2 separate regions of the Sus scrofa genome follow, and region 2 is linked to region 1. Evidence: chromatin contacts called from public Hi-C data. All regions are on one chromosome and are shown on one strand. The core of a region is the stretch at or near the end of the contact, and the rest is flanking DNA. Distances in the headings are between cores, read along the strand shown.

Region 1 (7,745 bases), core at 3,328-5,827:
GAAGGGCTGAAGACGGTGAAAATGCTCTCCACTAAATGAATGTTGTCTGCAAACTGGGAAAAGACCACCATTAGTCAATTTGGCCAGCGGAACACCTGGGGTCTGGCTTGCAAAAGCCTGGTGCTGAGAGTGGAGTTTGCCAATCTGGCGTTTCCCCCTCGGGGGATGGGGCTCTAATGGGGGGATTCCTGGCATGTGATGGGCCCACAGAGAAGCCTGGGTGGAGCCTAGAGATCTGTGTCCCAGTCCTGGCTCCCCACCCCCAGAAACTTCCTCTCTCTGGCCTCAGTTTTCCCATCTGGAAGATGGCAGCGTTTGGCTGAGAACGTCTACCTCCAAGGATCCCTGGGGCTCTCTGATCCTGGGAGTTGTCAGATGGCCCAGGGCCCCGCCCCAGACATAACCTGTGGCCCTTTCAGGCTTGGGGGACAGGCCCATTCCGAGCGACCAGAGGAAAAGGAAAGGGTTGGTTCACCTTGTGGTCCAGGCTAGAAGGGTCTCGCCTTTGAAGGGTTTGCAGCCCCCTGCCTGGCAGCCCACAGAAATCGCAGCAGGCCAAACACAAGAAATACCAAATCCTAGCCGGCCTTGGCCCAGTCAGGAGGCCCTGGCTGGCTCCTGTCACAGAGAGATCTTATCCCCACGAGCCCCCGTGCTGCCTGGTGGAGGACTCCGCCCTCCTTCCCTCAGCCCTCAGCCCTCCGCCTCCACTTCTATTTCCTGTGACAACCTGCAAACTGAAGACCAACTTGCCCCCCCCACCCCCCACACCCAGGCTTCTGGTGGACCCCCCACCCCACCCCACCCCCAGCCGGGCCCCAGCTGCAGGAGGCCCCGGCAGAGTGTAATTCCCCTCGCCCTCCTCTCCGCCCTGGGCCCGTCCGGACAGATTAAGCCTTTGTCACACACACCCAGAAAAGCTCAGGGCCAGATGGGACAGGACAAGTGGTGTCAGATCATCGACCCTCTGCGGCCGGGACTCGGAAGGGCCCCGACCGCAGCACCACATATGGCTGTGGGAGGAGGAAAGGGGGCCCACGGAGGGGGCAGCCAGAGAGCAACATGGAAGGGAGATGACACATCACGGCCACCCTGGGGACCTGAGCTCACGCAGGGGCGCAGGGGGCCCTTGTTCCACGGCTGGATGACACAACTCCCACACCCCCTCTTCGATGAAATTGCTCTGTCTGCCTGCCTTCCCTTGGAGCCTCCATGGGCTTCTCGATCAGATCCTGAGCTACGCCCACCTCCCCTACCAGCTGGGTGCCAGGAGAGCAGGCTCAGAGTCCAACCCACTCCAATGCCCCATTGCCCCTGCAAGGCCTGTGGATGCTAAACAAATGTCTTGGACAAAGGTTTATGGCCCAATGACCTTCACAAAAACCCACTCAGGGCAAAACTATAGGATCTCTCCCAACTGCCGCCAGAAGCAAGGATAACTTTGTGTGTGTGTGTGTGTGTGTGTGTGTGTGTGTGTGTGAAAGAGAGAGAGAGAGAGAGAGAGAGAGAGAGAGAGGGAGGGAGAGAGCCAATGAAGGCAGAGGTTGTCCTTTGCACCTTTCAAAGAAGGTCCCATTCAGCTCCTCCCAGGAAGAGGCCATGGCTGCCCCAGAATTCCCAGCAGGATTTGTTCCTCTTAGATCAGTGAAAAGGAAAATGGAAATGGAAAAATAATAACTGAGCCCCAGGAAGGTGCTTGGAGCTGGGGGTGGCAGGACTAAGGGCATCTCTGCAGCCGGCTCCGCTTGGCTGGGCAAGTGGCAGGTAACTAAAGGGCTCTCTGGGGACCAGCGGGCCAGGCAGGTGGGTGTGGGTAGCTTAAGGGGCGGGCTGTTGCAGGAGGGCCCGTCTGTTGTGTTTGTCGTCCCCCTGGTAGCCTGGGCAGGGAGGCCTGGGTTCCCTTTCTCTGCCTCCCAGGCAGGTGGTCCCTTGAGAGGGCTTATTATTGGTCTGGGAGCAGGGGTGGAGTCTTTCAAGGCCCCTGCTGCCAGGCAAGGCGGGTCAGTGTGGGCCTCACGAAGGAACTGAAGGCTGGCAGGACCTGGAGCCAGGCCTAGCACCCAATTTCTGCATGTGGCCTGAATGGGCGTGCGTGCACTTGCTCCGCCTTGACAGCTGTGTGGCTAAGGGGGTAAGGGGACTGATGGCCCCATGATGCCTACTCCCTAGGGGAGAGGTCAACCTGCACAGAGAAGCAGTGAGCTAGCTGCCCTGTCTGAGGGTCACCTGTCCCCAAACTGCAGGAGTGGGTGGAGTGGGGGCTTCTGCCTCAGATGAGGAAGGTTGGGCCAAGCCTCCCAGCTACCGGGGGAGGGGTAACCAGAATGGGGTGGGGGTGGAGGGCACTAACAGACCTGGGAAGCCTGGATGGCTGAAGGCAATGACCCAGGGTAGGGGGCGAGGACTCAGCCAACCATCTGGTGGGTCACTGACCTCGGAAAAAGCACACTTAGGCTGGAGACTCTAGCCCAAGATGGGGGAGAAGCGAGGAGGGTAGGGAACTGGCAGAGTGGGGAGGACTGACCTAGGCTGGGGAGAGGCAATGACCCCTACTCCCAGTGTGGGAAAGTGGGCACTGATTTGGGCTGGGGGGAGGGGTCCCCGACTCGATCGGAGGAGGGGACAATGACCCAGACTCCCCTGGTTTGGCGGAGAGCACTGATTTAGGCTGGGAGGTCCCTGACTCGAGCGGGGTGGGACATTGCCCCAGCTGCCCCCTCTGGGAATCCAGCCCCGGCGCGCCCCTCGGCCCGGCCCCCAGCTCCCGGTCCGGCCGGAGGCGGCAGCGGCGCAGATGGGCTGCTGGCGGCCGCAGCGGCAGCGGCGCGGTTATCAGCGCTCCTCGCAGATGGGCCGCCCGCCCTCCGCGCTCGCGGCTCCCCACTCCCCGCGGCCTGCAGCCCCGTCCCTGGGCGCGGGGGGAGGCGCCTCTGGATCCGCTCCCCGGCTCCCGCCTCCCTCCCTGGCGGCCCCCTCACCCCGCGGGCCCGGCCCGGGCGGCCGCCGGAGGGGGAGGGGGAGGGGACAAGTGCACTTTTCGTAACGACCGAATCAATTGTGTGTGAAGAGCCCGCTCCGGCCGGGGACTGGGCTGAGCGCGGGGCGGGCGGGCCGGACGGGGGAGGAGCACGGAGGGGGGAGCGAGGGAGCGAGGGAGGGAGGGAGGCCGGCGCGGGGCGGCCCCGCTCGCTTGCTCGGGCCGGGCGAGGCCGGGGAGGGAGCGAGGGGGGCAGGGAGGGAGGCTGGCCCGGCCCGGCCGGGCCGGGGGCTGAACGCACTAATGGAGGGTCTCCGCGACGGAAAGTTCAAAGCTCAGCAGCGCCCCGGGAGCAGCCGCCCCCCCAGCCCCCACCCGCTGCAGAACAATGAGGTCCCGGCGGGGGAGCCGCGGGGCCCGCGCCGCACGCCCTCTCCAGGGCGCCCCGGGCCGGAGGGGACGCCCCCGCCCGGCCGCCCGCCTCCTCCCTCTCGGCGGCTGCGGTTCCCCGCCCCCTCCCCCACGCCACCCCGCCCGGACCGGGCCGGCCCCGGGGACGGGGGAGGGGAGGGGATGGATAGGTCAGGCCGCCCCCGTCCCAGGGAGGGGGGAGCTAGGGGCCCGGGGGGCGGAGGGGGCGCCCCACCCACCCGCGGGAGGCTGCTCCTGCGCCAGGCTGCGGCTCGGGCTGCCCCTCCCCGGGCCAGCCCCGGGTGGGGTCGGAGAGACTGTGCCCCTGCGGGCCCCCTCCCCTGGCGCTGGGAAGCCGAGCGGACTCCCCGTCCCGTGGCCGCCCCTGCCCCCCCCACCGCGGCACCACCCTCCACACACACACACACACACACACACACAACACACACAGACACACACCGCCCAGCCGGCCCGGGGGCGGGAGCGCGAGGCGCCCGGGACAGGCAGCCCCGGGGCGGGCGGGGGGAGGCTCGGGCTTCGGAGCAGCCGCCTGCTGGCGGGGGGAGGGGACGGGAGGACGGAACATGCTGGGGTGAGCAGCCCGGGACAGCCCGCCCGGCACCGCCACGGCCCCGGCAGCGGCGCAGAGGGGGGCAGGGACGCCCCGAACCCGGAGCGCTGCCCGGGCGGGCTGGGGCGGGCGGGTGAGCAGGGACGCGTGCGCCTCGGGAGGACGAGACCCACGGACAACCTCAGGGACACACGTTCGGACACACATCCACACCCCCACCCCGCCCCCGCCCGCCCCGAGCCCCGCGGCGGGACCGGCCCGTGGCCGCCGCGCGCGCACTCACCGAGCCCGTCTTGACCGGCACATACACCACTTGGCCCATCTTGGGTTCCCGGCCGCTGCCCAGGCGGAAGCCCTTGGAGCGCACCCAGAACTGGAACTTGCCTTTCTCGCCGGCTGCCGGGCCGCTGCCCGCGCCGGTCCCGCCGCCGCCCTGCAGGACCTCGGCGATCCGCTGGTATTTGCTGCGTGTCACCGTCTTGGTTTTGGCCGAGTCGCCGTAGGTGCGCAGGCACCAGTCCCGGAACTGGCGGCCCAGCTCCGAGTCCCCGGGGCTGCGCTCGCGCTCCCAGCCCCCGCGCAGCAGCAGCGTCGGCTTCGGCATCCTCCCGCCGCGCCCGGCGCCCTCGGGGGCGGGCCGGCCGCCGGGCCGCCCGGTGCCGGGACTGGGCTGGGCTGGGCCGGGCCGAGCCGGGGCGCGCCGCGGCTCGGGCTGTCCCGCGGTGTGGCTCCGGCGCGGCTGCTTGATGGGCACGGGCGGCGGCCGGACGCGCGGGGCTGCGGCGCGCTCTGTCCTGCTCGGGCGGCGGCGGCGGCGTTGGCGGCGGCGGCTCCGGCTCGCCTCCTGCTCCGCCTCCTCCTCCCCCCCGGCCGGGATGCAGGAGCGATGGAGGCAGCTCCGGGCCCGGAGGTGCAGAGGGGGCGGGCCGCCCCGCGGGCGGCCGGGGGAGGCGGGAGGCGGGGAGCGGCCCCGGGCGCGGGGAGCGAGACCGAGCCTGGGCGCGGGCGGCGGCGGCGGCGGCTGTCAGCTCGCGCGGCTCATCCTGCTCCTGCTCAAGCTCCCGCTGCCGCTGCTCTTCCTCCTCCTCCTCCTCCTCCTCCTCCCGCGCCCGCCTCCACCACGCCGCGGGATCCCACCTGTTAGAGCGTCGCAGCCTTCGCCGCCAACCCCCCCCCCCTGCTTCTCGCGCCCGCCCGCGGGGCCCAGCCCCCGCCCCGGCCCGGCCCCTGGGGGCGCGGGGGCCGCCGCGCCCGCAGCCGCCCGGGAGGGCGGGAGCCGCAGGCGCGCGGTGCCCAGCCCAGGGACCGAGTTCCCTCTGGCCGGGCCTGGCCCCGAGCCTCGCAGGCCGCGCTCCGCCGGGACCGGGCGGTCTCGCAGGGAGTAGGGCGCAGACCCCGCCCGGCCACTAGGGTTCCTGCCTCCCCGGGGGGCCCCCGCCCGATTTTAGCCGGGCGCGGGTGGTACAGGGCAGGGCCCCTTCCCTTCTTCCCGGCGACTGGCCTGACCTCTCCAAGTGTGAGCCCGGCGCCAGAGGAGCAGTGTTCCCCTGGGGAACCCCAAATCACCACCCTTCTGGGAGCCCCAAACTTCCTCCCGCCTCACCTCGAATTCTCCCAAGTTTGGCTATCCTTGCTTCTGCCATCGCCACTGCTCTGGGACAGCCCCGAGCCCCAGGGAAGTCATCAACATTGACCGGTGGCCTCACTCAGGCCAGCCATGTCAAGGCTTGGGGCAGTGCTCAACCCACCACAAATTCATCCTTATACACCCTGCCTTCCCCAGGTGCACCGTGACCTAGACTCGCTGACTGAGTAAGCTCAGGTGGACCTGCCATCACCCTCCTCCCTGGGCAGGACTGACCTTGGGTAGAGCCAGCCCCCTCCCCCTTAAGGAGATTACTAACATAAATAAAGGCATAGGCCAATTCCCCAGCATTTCTGCCCTCCTTTCTTAACGGGTCTGAGAAATTGCTGAACTTCTTTTCCTGCTGTTCCCTAGAGTCCCTCCCAAAGGTCCCCAGGCCACTCCTGCAGGCAAGTCACCACCCAAGACTGAGTCCCAGATTGTGGCCAGTGCAGGACCATTTTCCGCCTAGGGACTACTAGCTACCTTCATCCCAAGGTCCCCCACCCTGGTTCCTAGAGAGTCCCAGGTCCTGGCAACTCTGAGAGGCAGAGAGGACTGGCCTATTTTACAGATGAAGGCCTGGGGCTTGGAGAGGTGACCTGACCTGGCCAAGGTCATGCAGGGAAGAGAGGAGGGCTCTGGTTCTGGTCTGTCTGGCTCTGGCTCGGGTCTGTCTGGCTCCTGCCACCACATCACACATGAAATCTCCCCCCTGGCCTCCCGCTGGGAGGGATCCCCCTCACTGTATGTGGCTGGCTTACTTCCCCCAGTAGACTAGGAGCTCCAGATGCACAGGGCCCATATCTGACTCATCCCTGTATCCCAGGCCCTAGCACAGCACCTGGCACACAGTAGGTGCCAATAACTGCTGAAAGAACCCAAGAGGTCTTCCAAGTCCCAACCTCTCTCTGCATTTCACATAGATTTATTTTTAGATAATTTACATTTCCATGTTACTTTATATATACCAACAACTCCACAGTCATTTTTCCTCTTTATCTTCCTAAGAGTTCTTTTTGGTTCCATGCTGGCATGCCCATTTTTCAGAGATGACCACTTGAGCTCAGAGAGGGCAAGGCACTACCCAAAGGCCGCATAGCCGCCCCCACCCTGGGAGAGGAGGGAGGCTGCTGCATGATTTGGAAGCCCCTGCCCTGACTTTTCCAATACATCCCTTAACACTTAACCCCACTGCTGACTCCCCTCCCGAGAACAAAGGTGCTCTAGCCTAACAACGCTAATGATCACTTTCAGCAAGCGTGCCCTGGAGCCTAGGCGGTGGGGCTGTCCTTTTGAATTGGTATTTTAGAGTTCCCATCCTGGCACAGCGGAAACGAATCTGACTAACATCCATGAGGACACAGGTTCAATCCCTGGCCTTGCTGAGTGGGTTAAGGATCCGGCGTTGCTGTGAGCTGTGGTGTAGGTCGAGACACAGCTCGGATTCAGTGTTGCTGTGGCTGTGGTGTAGGCCGGCGGCTACAGCTCTGATTAGACCCCTAGCCTGGGAATCTCCATTTGCCATGGGTGCAGCCCTAAAAAGCCAAAAAAATAAATAAATAAATAAATAAAGAACTGGTATCTCTATCTAGTTCCAAGGCACACTTCAATAACCACTAAGCCAGACCACCTCCATGCATTCTGGGTCTTTTCGTGACTTTTAGAACGTAAAAACCTGGTTGTTGATCTTGGGCTGAGTTCTTGTGTGGCAGCAGGTGTAGTACAAGGGAAAGAACATAGGCTTCCAGGTAGAGGTTGAATCCTGACTACCATTTGCCATGGCATTCTTCATGCCCACAGATCCCAGTTGGCGCTTCCTAATTGAATGAACCCATCAGTCCACCCTTTGCTGGTGATCTCTGGCAGGTCACTGAACCCCAGCTGGATCATCTGGATAATGGACAGAGTGTCATGGATGTAAAGGTTCAGCAGAGTAATGTATGCGAGAGCGCCTATATATAACAGGTGCTCAGTGAATACCATTTGCACTCCCATAGAAGCTGCAAATCTTCAAGGAGAAAGATGAATTTGGTTAGTACTTTTTGTGTTTCATTCAGTCAACAAACAGTTCTTGAGCAGCCATTATGCCCTGGGTGCTGGAAATAGAGTCATGGGATCCCCAAGGTCCTTGGTCTCTTTGAGCTTACTGATGGGTGGGG
Region 2 (7,745 bases), core at 3,266-5,765, 140 kb after region 1:
TAGATGGGAAACTTCCATATGCTGAAGCTGTGGGCCTAAGAAGCAAAAAAAATAAAAAATAAAAATAAAAAAGAGTTCCCCTCTTGGACATGGGGCCAACCCCTCTGAGAATGGATGCTGTGGGAGTGGGTGTGGTGTGGGAGATGAATAGGGCACACCTTAAAGCCCAGACAGGGGGAAGAACACTGGATGGGAACTCCGAGAATTAATTTTTTGAATAAGGACGGATTAGCATGAAGGCATCAAGGATGTATATATGTTGGTTTTTTCTTTTTAATGCTAATTTTTTAGAGGGAGGCACCTTTTTATTGAAGATGATCTATGGTTGATAAAAGAGTTGTAAGACTAGCAAAGGGAACTTATGATGTCTTTTAAATCAGATTCTCCATTTGTTTACATTTTTGCCTCTTTGGCTTTACAGTCTCCCCCTCCCATACATATGCGTATTATTGTTTCTGAACCATTAAGGGCAAATTGGTGATACTGTGCCCCTTTAAGCCTCAATACTTTAGTGTTTATTTCCTAAGAGCAAGAACATTATCTTATCTGTGTTTTGTTTTTTTTTAATGACAAAACAAATGTCCTTTAATCACAAAATTTTTGTTGATTCCTTAATATTGATTGCCATCATAAGGATTGTGATGTTACAATAATTATCAAGTAAACATTGTTGCACATGTATACAACCAGAGGAAAATTTGAAATCAACCTAGAAACAAAATTTATGTGCCTACAGTAACATCTATATATATATATTTTTTCCCTTTTTGGCTGCACCCCCAGCATGCAGAAGCTCTGGGGCCAAGGATTGAATTAGCCACAGCAGCGACAACAATGCCAGATATTTAACCTGCTGCACCACTGGGGAACTCCCACATGTTTTTTCAAACTATTAAAAAGAAAAATCTTCCTGAAAAATATTTCTTTGGGGGCCAGAACCTTAACTGCCTAACTGGGTAATCAGCTTCAATTTGTCCATTTAAATTCATTCAATGGTTCCAGCAGCAGTCCCATGAAATCTTCTCTCTGTGGTTAAGGAAACTGAGAATCAGAGAGAACAAGTAGCTTACCATTCTTAGGATCTATCTGATAAAAAAGTCTCCCTCCTGGGGAGTTCCTGTTGTGGCTCAGTGGGTTATGAACTCGACTATTATCCATGAGGATGCAGATTTGATCCCTGGCCTTACTCGGTGGGTTAAGGATCTGGAGTTGCCATGAGCTGTGGTATAGATCATAGACTCAGGATCTGGCATTACTGTGGCTCTGGTTTAGGCGGGGAGCTACAGCTCTGATTTGACCCCTAGATTGGGAACTTTCATATGCTGAAGGTGCTGGCCTAAAAAGCAAAAAAACTTAAATTAAAAAAAAAATAGTCCCCTCTTGGACATGGGGCCAACCCATCTGAGAATGGCAGTGGGTGTGGTGTGGGAGATATATAGGGCACACCTTAAAGCCCAGACAGGGGGAAGAACACTGGACAGAGTGAGGGGACCCGGGTGCCAGTACAGCCCATGCTGTGACCCCACATTTGCATGTCCCTGAGGCAGACCCTCTGTATTTCCCTCCAAATCCACATTCTGCAATCCTGCCTCTTTAGGTAAACCCAGGTGCTCAGGTTTGAATCCCAGGGGTCAGAGTTCCTGCTGTGGCGCAGTGGGTTATGATCTGGCTTGTCTCTGTGGAGCACTGGTTCCATGGATCCCCATCCTGGGGTGGTGGGTTAGGAATGAAGCATTGCTGCAGTTGTGGTGTAGCTCACACATGGCTCCATTTGATCCCTGGCCTTGGAACTTCCAGATGCCACAGGTGTGCCTGAAAAAAAAAAAAGTAAAATAAAATCCCACGGGTCATCCTTGATGCCACGCTTTTTACCCCATGGAGCCCTCAGTACCCCTTGACTCAGCCTCCACAGTCTATTTCCAATCCAGTCACTTTTCCCCACCTCCTCTGCTCCCCCTGACTGTGGTGGTCCAGGCCACCATCCTCAGTCTTCCAGATCTGGCACCAGATCTCTGCCCACCTCCGAACTCTACTTGGGTCTGTTTTTAACATTTGAGTCAGATCATGGCTGACCAGGGCTCACAAAACTTGGCCTTCCTGTTATTTCTCTGTTTTTCATGCCCTGTGCTCTGGCCACACTGGCTATCCCTCCCACGTGCCAAGCTGGATCCTGATCCGGGTCTTCCCCTGGCCATATCTTCCCAGTCTCCATTTTATCTCCTTCCCAGATTTATCCACACCTGACATTCTTAGGTTTATTTATGTTTCTTACCTGACACTCCCCAACCAGTGTGTAAGCTCTGGACCTTCCTGTCTGAAATCCTAGGCCCGTAGCTGTGACATAGCTGGTGTTCAGAGAAGGGCAAGCTCCGTGGCTGTCTTACTTTGCGTCTGTTCTTCTCTGGGCCTCTCACCCCTCATCTGAAATAGGGCCCCCAATTCTTCTTGCCCTGACTCCTCATAGAGTGGCTGTGAGACTCAAGTGAGGTGGTGAATATGACCTATGGAATTTGCAAACTTTAAAGTTCTGCACCATAGGGACACATGCCAATTTCCTTTCACCTCTTCTGGTTTTCACCCTCTTTTCCAAATGACAGGACATGGACCACTGGCTTTTTCAAACCATAAATATTTTCTTCATGGAGCTGGGTGGTCTGCTGTCCCCAGAAATGTCTGTTTTGTCTCCCCAAACCCGCGTCTTGGCATCCTAACTACACCTCCCTGGCATTCCTGATAGCACACAGACATCCTTCGCCACACGGCAGGTCTTAGCTTATGGATCATAAAACAGAGACCCGGCATACCTCCCCACAGGCCCACCAGCTTCATACGCCATTACTTTCCCCTGAAGACACACCTCAGATGGTGGAGACAAGCCACAGGCCCTGTTGAGAGATCCTTTTCTTCCTGCACCAGCTGACTGGAACCCAATTTTGCGTGCCCATGACAGAAGGTCTTGGAGTACGTGCCACTCATTCACATGAGGTTTTCCAAATTGCTGAGCCCATTTCGCTTACCTATATATCTCCCTAGCCTCTCTCTAGGTTTCTAGGTAGAGCAAGATCCAGAGAGTTTAGAAACTTTTGCAGCTTCCAGAGATTATATTATTCACACATTTGCAAACACCTGGGAAGAGATGAAGGGAGAAAACTGTGGTTTCATTCAAAGAGATAGCATCCAGGAGGCAGGAAATCTGTATTCATTCATTCATTCATTCAACAAACTTCTATTGAACTCCTCCTGTAGGAACTAGAAATAGAGCTTGGAACATGACAGACATGTAGTTTTGTCCTCATGGAGTATTGTGTGTACTGTACGTGTGTGTGTGTGTGAAAAACAAGAATCAGAAAGATATAAACAAGGAGTTATGCAAAAAAGATTTCAGATAGCTGTAAGTGCTACAAAGAGAATGAAATTGTGAAGTAGAGACTAGACCTTTCAGGTGGGATAGTCAGAAAAAGTCTTTCCAGAAGCTAACATTTTGGGAGAAAGCTGAATGGTGCAGAGATTTGGGCAAAGAACACCCATTAACATGCTTGATGAGTCTGAGAAACAGCAGAGTCTGAGAAACAGCAGAGAGGGGAGAGATTAAAGTGAGGGAGGGGAGAGGATTAGGAGATGCCTGGGAAGGCAGGTAGGAGCCAGTTCATAGAGTGCCTTGCAGGCCATCATGTCGTCATTATTTGTTTTTTCATTCATTCAACAGACATTTATTGAGCATCTATGATGTGTGGGCTGAGACACATGAGACCCTGCCCTCACAGTCGGATACCTGGGGACACACAAACAGATAAGGAAATACTCTAAGTGTAAATACCAGCTGTGAGAAATATTAGGAAGTGCTCTTTTCCATTACTTCAATGCCCCTTTAAGGGCACAGGAGGAAGAGACCTGCTAACAGAGTGGGGCTTCTCCTTCGGATGATGCCAGCTGTACCCCAGGAACTCAGCCAGGAACCTGAGGGCCCTGACTCCTCTGCTCCCCCTCCCCTCTCCTCCCCTCAAGATGGCTGACGAAGGGCCAGCCGGGTGGGTGGGAGGAAGGAAGGACTTGTCCCAGGGTCCAGGGCTGGCGGGGGCACCGCAGCGCCCATGTGGCATTGCGGCTGGAGCTGGGGGACTAAGGGCAGAACCTGCTGCTGCTGTGCGACTCCAGTGGGGGCGCTTCCTTCTCTGGGCCCCCCACAGCCAAAGCTAAGCGTCGCCGGTCGGGGTAGGCGAGCGGGAAGAAGGGGGCCCCAGGAGGAGTCTCTAGCGTAGAAGGACCTTTGCGGGCTCCCCTCTAGGGCCTGTTATCCGGGTGGTGATTTAACCAGCCGGGGGGCCAGGAGGCGGTGCCTGTGGAGGAGGGGCGGAGGGGGAGGCTCCCGAGTGATTTCAAATTTCCCTCGTCCCCGCCCCCCGCCCCCCGCGCCAGAGGCGCGGTTCTGAGTGGCTGTGGCGGGGGCGCCCCCGGGCGGGGGCGGAGCGACTGCCGGGCCGGGGTTACAAGGGGACTCGGCACCGCCCCCTCCCCACCCACTCCTGCTGCCAGGTTTGGTCTGCGTCTCTTCCTCGCAGCAGCCGCCCCCCCAGCCCGGCGGCCGCGGCCCGCGTGGACGCCCCGAGCGCCCCCCGACGGACGCCACCGGCTCACTGGCAGGCGGGCGAGCGTGCGGCCGCGCCCGGCCGGCAGCGCGGGGGTTAAGGGGCCCAAGTAAACGTAGCTCGGCGATCGGCGCAGGAGATTCGCGAGCCGAGCGCTCTGCTCGGCCGCCCGCCGGCCTCCCGCCAGCCTGCCCCGACCCGCGGCTCGACCGCGGAGCCGCGCCCGAGTCAGGCTCTCGGCAGGTGAGCGTCCGGTGGCCCCGGGGAGGCTCACCAGCCCGAGGACTCCGTGGGTTGGTGGGGGAGGGGGCAGAGGAGGGACACCGAGACTGCAAGGAGGGATCCCGTCTCGGGACCTCTTAGGGAGGCAGCTCCCATCCGGCTGGAGACCAGGCATGATTGGGGAGGAGAGGTCTTTGACCCTATCTGGGAAGCGGGCTGGGGGGACAAAATGGGCGGGGGCATGTGTCTTAGAGGAATATGAGTGGAAGGGATACTTGCTGTGTTCCCGAGGAGAGAAGTTCGTCCCCAGGGAGGGGGACTGGCGGCCTTCCTGGGGTCTAGAGCCGAGGGGAGGAGGTGACCCATTGAGAAGTGGAGTAAATGGGGCGTGTGATCTTACCTGGCATCAGCTTTAGGGGAAGCTTCCTTGGGGAGGGGAACGGAATAGAAAATAGTCCTGCCAAGGAAGTGAGTGTCCGTCCATTACATCTTGGAACTGGCGTTTCAGCCGAGATAGCTGCCCGCCTTCCCTGGGCTAGGAAAGAGTTAGGGGGCGTGGGTGCGGGCGAGCAGGTGGGCCAGGGTGTTGGCGCGTACCGGGGGCGTGCGCCAGACGAGCGGGCTCGCTGGGTCCTCGCGGGATGAGCTGTGGAGAGTAAGGATCCGCGGGGCTGCCGAGATGCCCTCGGGAGAGGTTCCTTTCTCCCCCCTGTGCACACCTGGCCGGGGAGGAGCCGGCCCGGGGCGGCGCCTTCCTGCTCTGACCACGCTGCCTGCCCTGGGGGCTCACTTTCCATTTTCCACTCTTCCAGAGGCAAGCTGGTCCCACCCCCCAAACTTGCAGACTGAGGCGTGAAAACCTCCAGCACTATCTTGGTGTCCCTGTGGTTGTTTGGTGAGAGAGGGTGCGTGGTTCTCCCACTTTGCAGGGGAAAAAGTGGAAGCTGGGGCAGAGCCTGCCGACTTAGCAAGTTAGCAGCAGAGAATTGCTCCTGGGCCTGGGTTTTCCCTGCTGGAGTCCTCACCTGTGACTGGGAGGGGCTGCAGGAGATATGGGCGCAGCCGAGGCCTGTGCCTCCTCTTTGCCTCCTTCACTTATTCCCCTAGACTGAAAGAGCCTGGCTGGGCCCTTGTGCTTTCCCAGCCACCCATGCTGAAAGGTGTATGAATTAAAGAGAATTAAGGATAAGAGTATGAGTTCTGATTTTCTGCTTCCTGATTTCTGGATGCTGTGAGCTTTGGTGAATTGGTGGCAATTATCTTTGGGTGTCAGGTCCTGCTGGGGCCCTCCCTTAGAGCCTCTAGTAGAGGGCCCAGGGCACTGACCTGCCTCTGCCCCCCTTCCCCAGGCCAGCCATTGGAAACCCCAGGTGCAGACTTGATTTTTCCCAGTGTTGAGATGATGCTACCTATAGTATAGGTCCAGCATACACTAATTCCTCAATAAAGGCTTGCCACTCTTGGCATCATTATCTAACATGTAGGCTAAGCAGGCTGCCCTCTTTAGGGGAATGCATAGGTCATTGGCATGTGTTTAAGTCTCCCTGTAAATCTGTTGCCCTCTGTGACTTAGTTATTATATCTGCGAAATGGGAACAATCATACTAGTAACCCCAGGTTGTGTAAGAATGAAACTAGTTGTTACGTGATTTAACCTCTAACCCTCTGTTCCTCAGATGTCTGAAGGAGGTAAGAGTCCCAATCACATTAAGTTTGAGTAAAGACTCAGTGTGATAGAAGGTGGTGACTGCTGGTTTTTGTATTAACCAATAGCCCCTCTTTTTAAGGTGGCCATTAATGAGAATTGGAGATGAAGGGAGGCACCTCTTCTGGCCACTTCTTTCCTGCCTTCTTCCACCAAGGTATTCATTCCTCTCTCAGCTAAGAAAGTTTTGCAAATCATTGTCCTTCATTTGGGAGTTGGCAAGAAGGAGGGCCTTTGTTCCTTTCTGAAAGGAGCATCTTGTGGCTTTATGGGTTAGGGCCATTTTTACACCCCCAGTCCACCCTCAGTTTGGGGCCTGCCTTGAAGGTGTAAAAGCAGAGCTAAGTGAACTCCTTTACCCTCCCCTGTTGGGGTGGAGGAGGCTGAGACAAAGGGGCCAGGGCTGGGGCTGGCTGCATCCTGCTCCTTAAAGCCATAAGCATTACCCCCACCCCTTGCAAAGTTTGCTAGGAGGGGAGGAGGATATCTTGGAGCTGCAGGGGGCTAAGGGGAGGAGCAAGGGAGGTGGGGCTGGGAGAGGCTGCTTCCCCTGCTTCCTTTCCTTCAGCCACGTGGGGCCTGCAACCCAGAGGTGCCTGTTACTCTTTCTTATTGCAGCCCCAAGCTTCCTGATGGGGGGCTCTGGGCAACAACTTAACCCTTTGTCTCAGCCCAGCTTCCCTGCCAGCTGTCCCGCCTTGAGGCTCAGATATTTCCCATTGCACCTGAGATGGTCCTTGCGAAATCTGAAATTCCTCTTGGTCCTACGCCATGGCAAATGCCCCCACCCCCAGCCATTGAAAGAAACAGGATCTCAGCTCAGGCACACTCTGTGTTGAGTGAGTTTTTAAAAATCTTGAATTTAGGGTGATATTTCAGTTTCTCAGTGGTCCAGGGCCAGAAGGGTACAGAATCCCTCATGTTGTTGGCACTCGTTTGTAAAGTGATGTGCTGATGTTCTCATGCAGCTGAAAAATTGCAGGTGTTGGGACTCAGGGCTCGGGGAGATCCAGGTACTTCGGCAGCTTGGTGATTAGTGCTTTCCAGAACTTAGACACCCGCCATTATCCTGGGACAAGAGCTTGTCCCTCCAGAAGGGAAAAAGCCCAGTGTGCAGATATGGCTGTGGATGTGGCTGGAGGGAAGTGGCCTGGTGAATGCAGAGGGAGCCCACACATAAGCCGCTGTGTAGATTACAAGCGCACACACACACACACACACACACACACACA

Evidence for each region. Hi-C and Micro-C count contacts between places; a contact is called where the count stands out from the background.
Region 2: a Hi-C map of epiblast stem cells shows a contact between it and region 1, with 1.7 times the contacts expected there. The contact joins the promoter of DNMT3B here to the promoter of NOL4L in region 1. A contact is called at or near these places in 2 of 47 Hi-C or Micro-C datasets (epiblast stem cells and retroperitoneal adipose tissue) and 1 of 2 datasets of contacts at active chromatin or transcription factors (alveolar macrophages).

Annotation. Positions count from the first base shown.
Region 1 is chr17:36,196,458-36,204,202 of Sscrofa11.1, forward strand. NOL4L (nucleolar protein 4-like) reads right to left here and starts at 4,578. Exons shown (of 11, transcript XM_021077429.1): 1 at 4,243-4,578. The coding sequence starts at 4,563.
Region 2 is chr17:36,341,301-36,349,045 of Sscrofa11.1, forward strand. It overlaps DNMT3B (DNA methyltransferase 3 beta), which reads left to right and starts at 4,516. Exons shown (of 23, transcript NM_001348900.1): 1 at 4,516-4,829.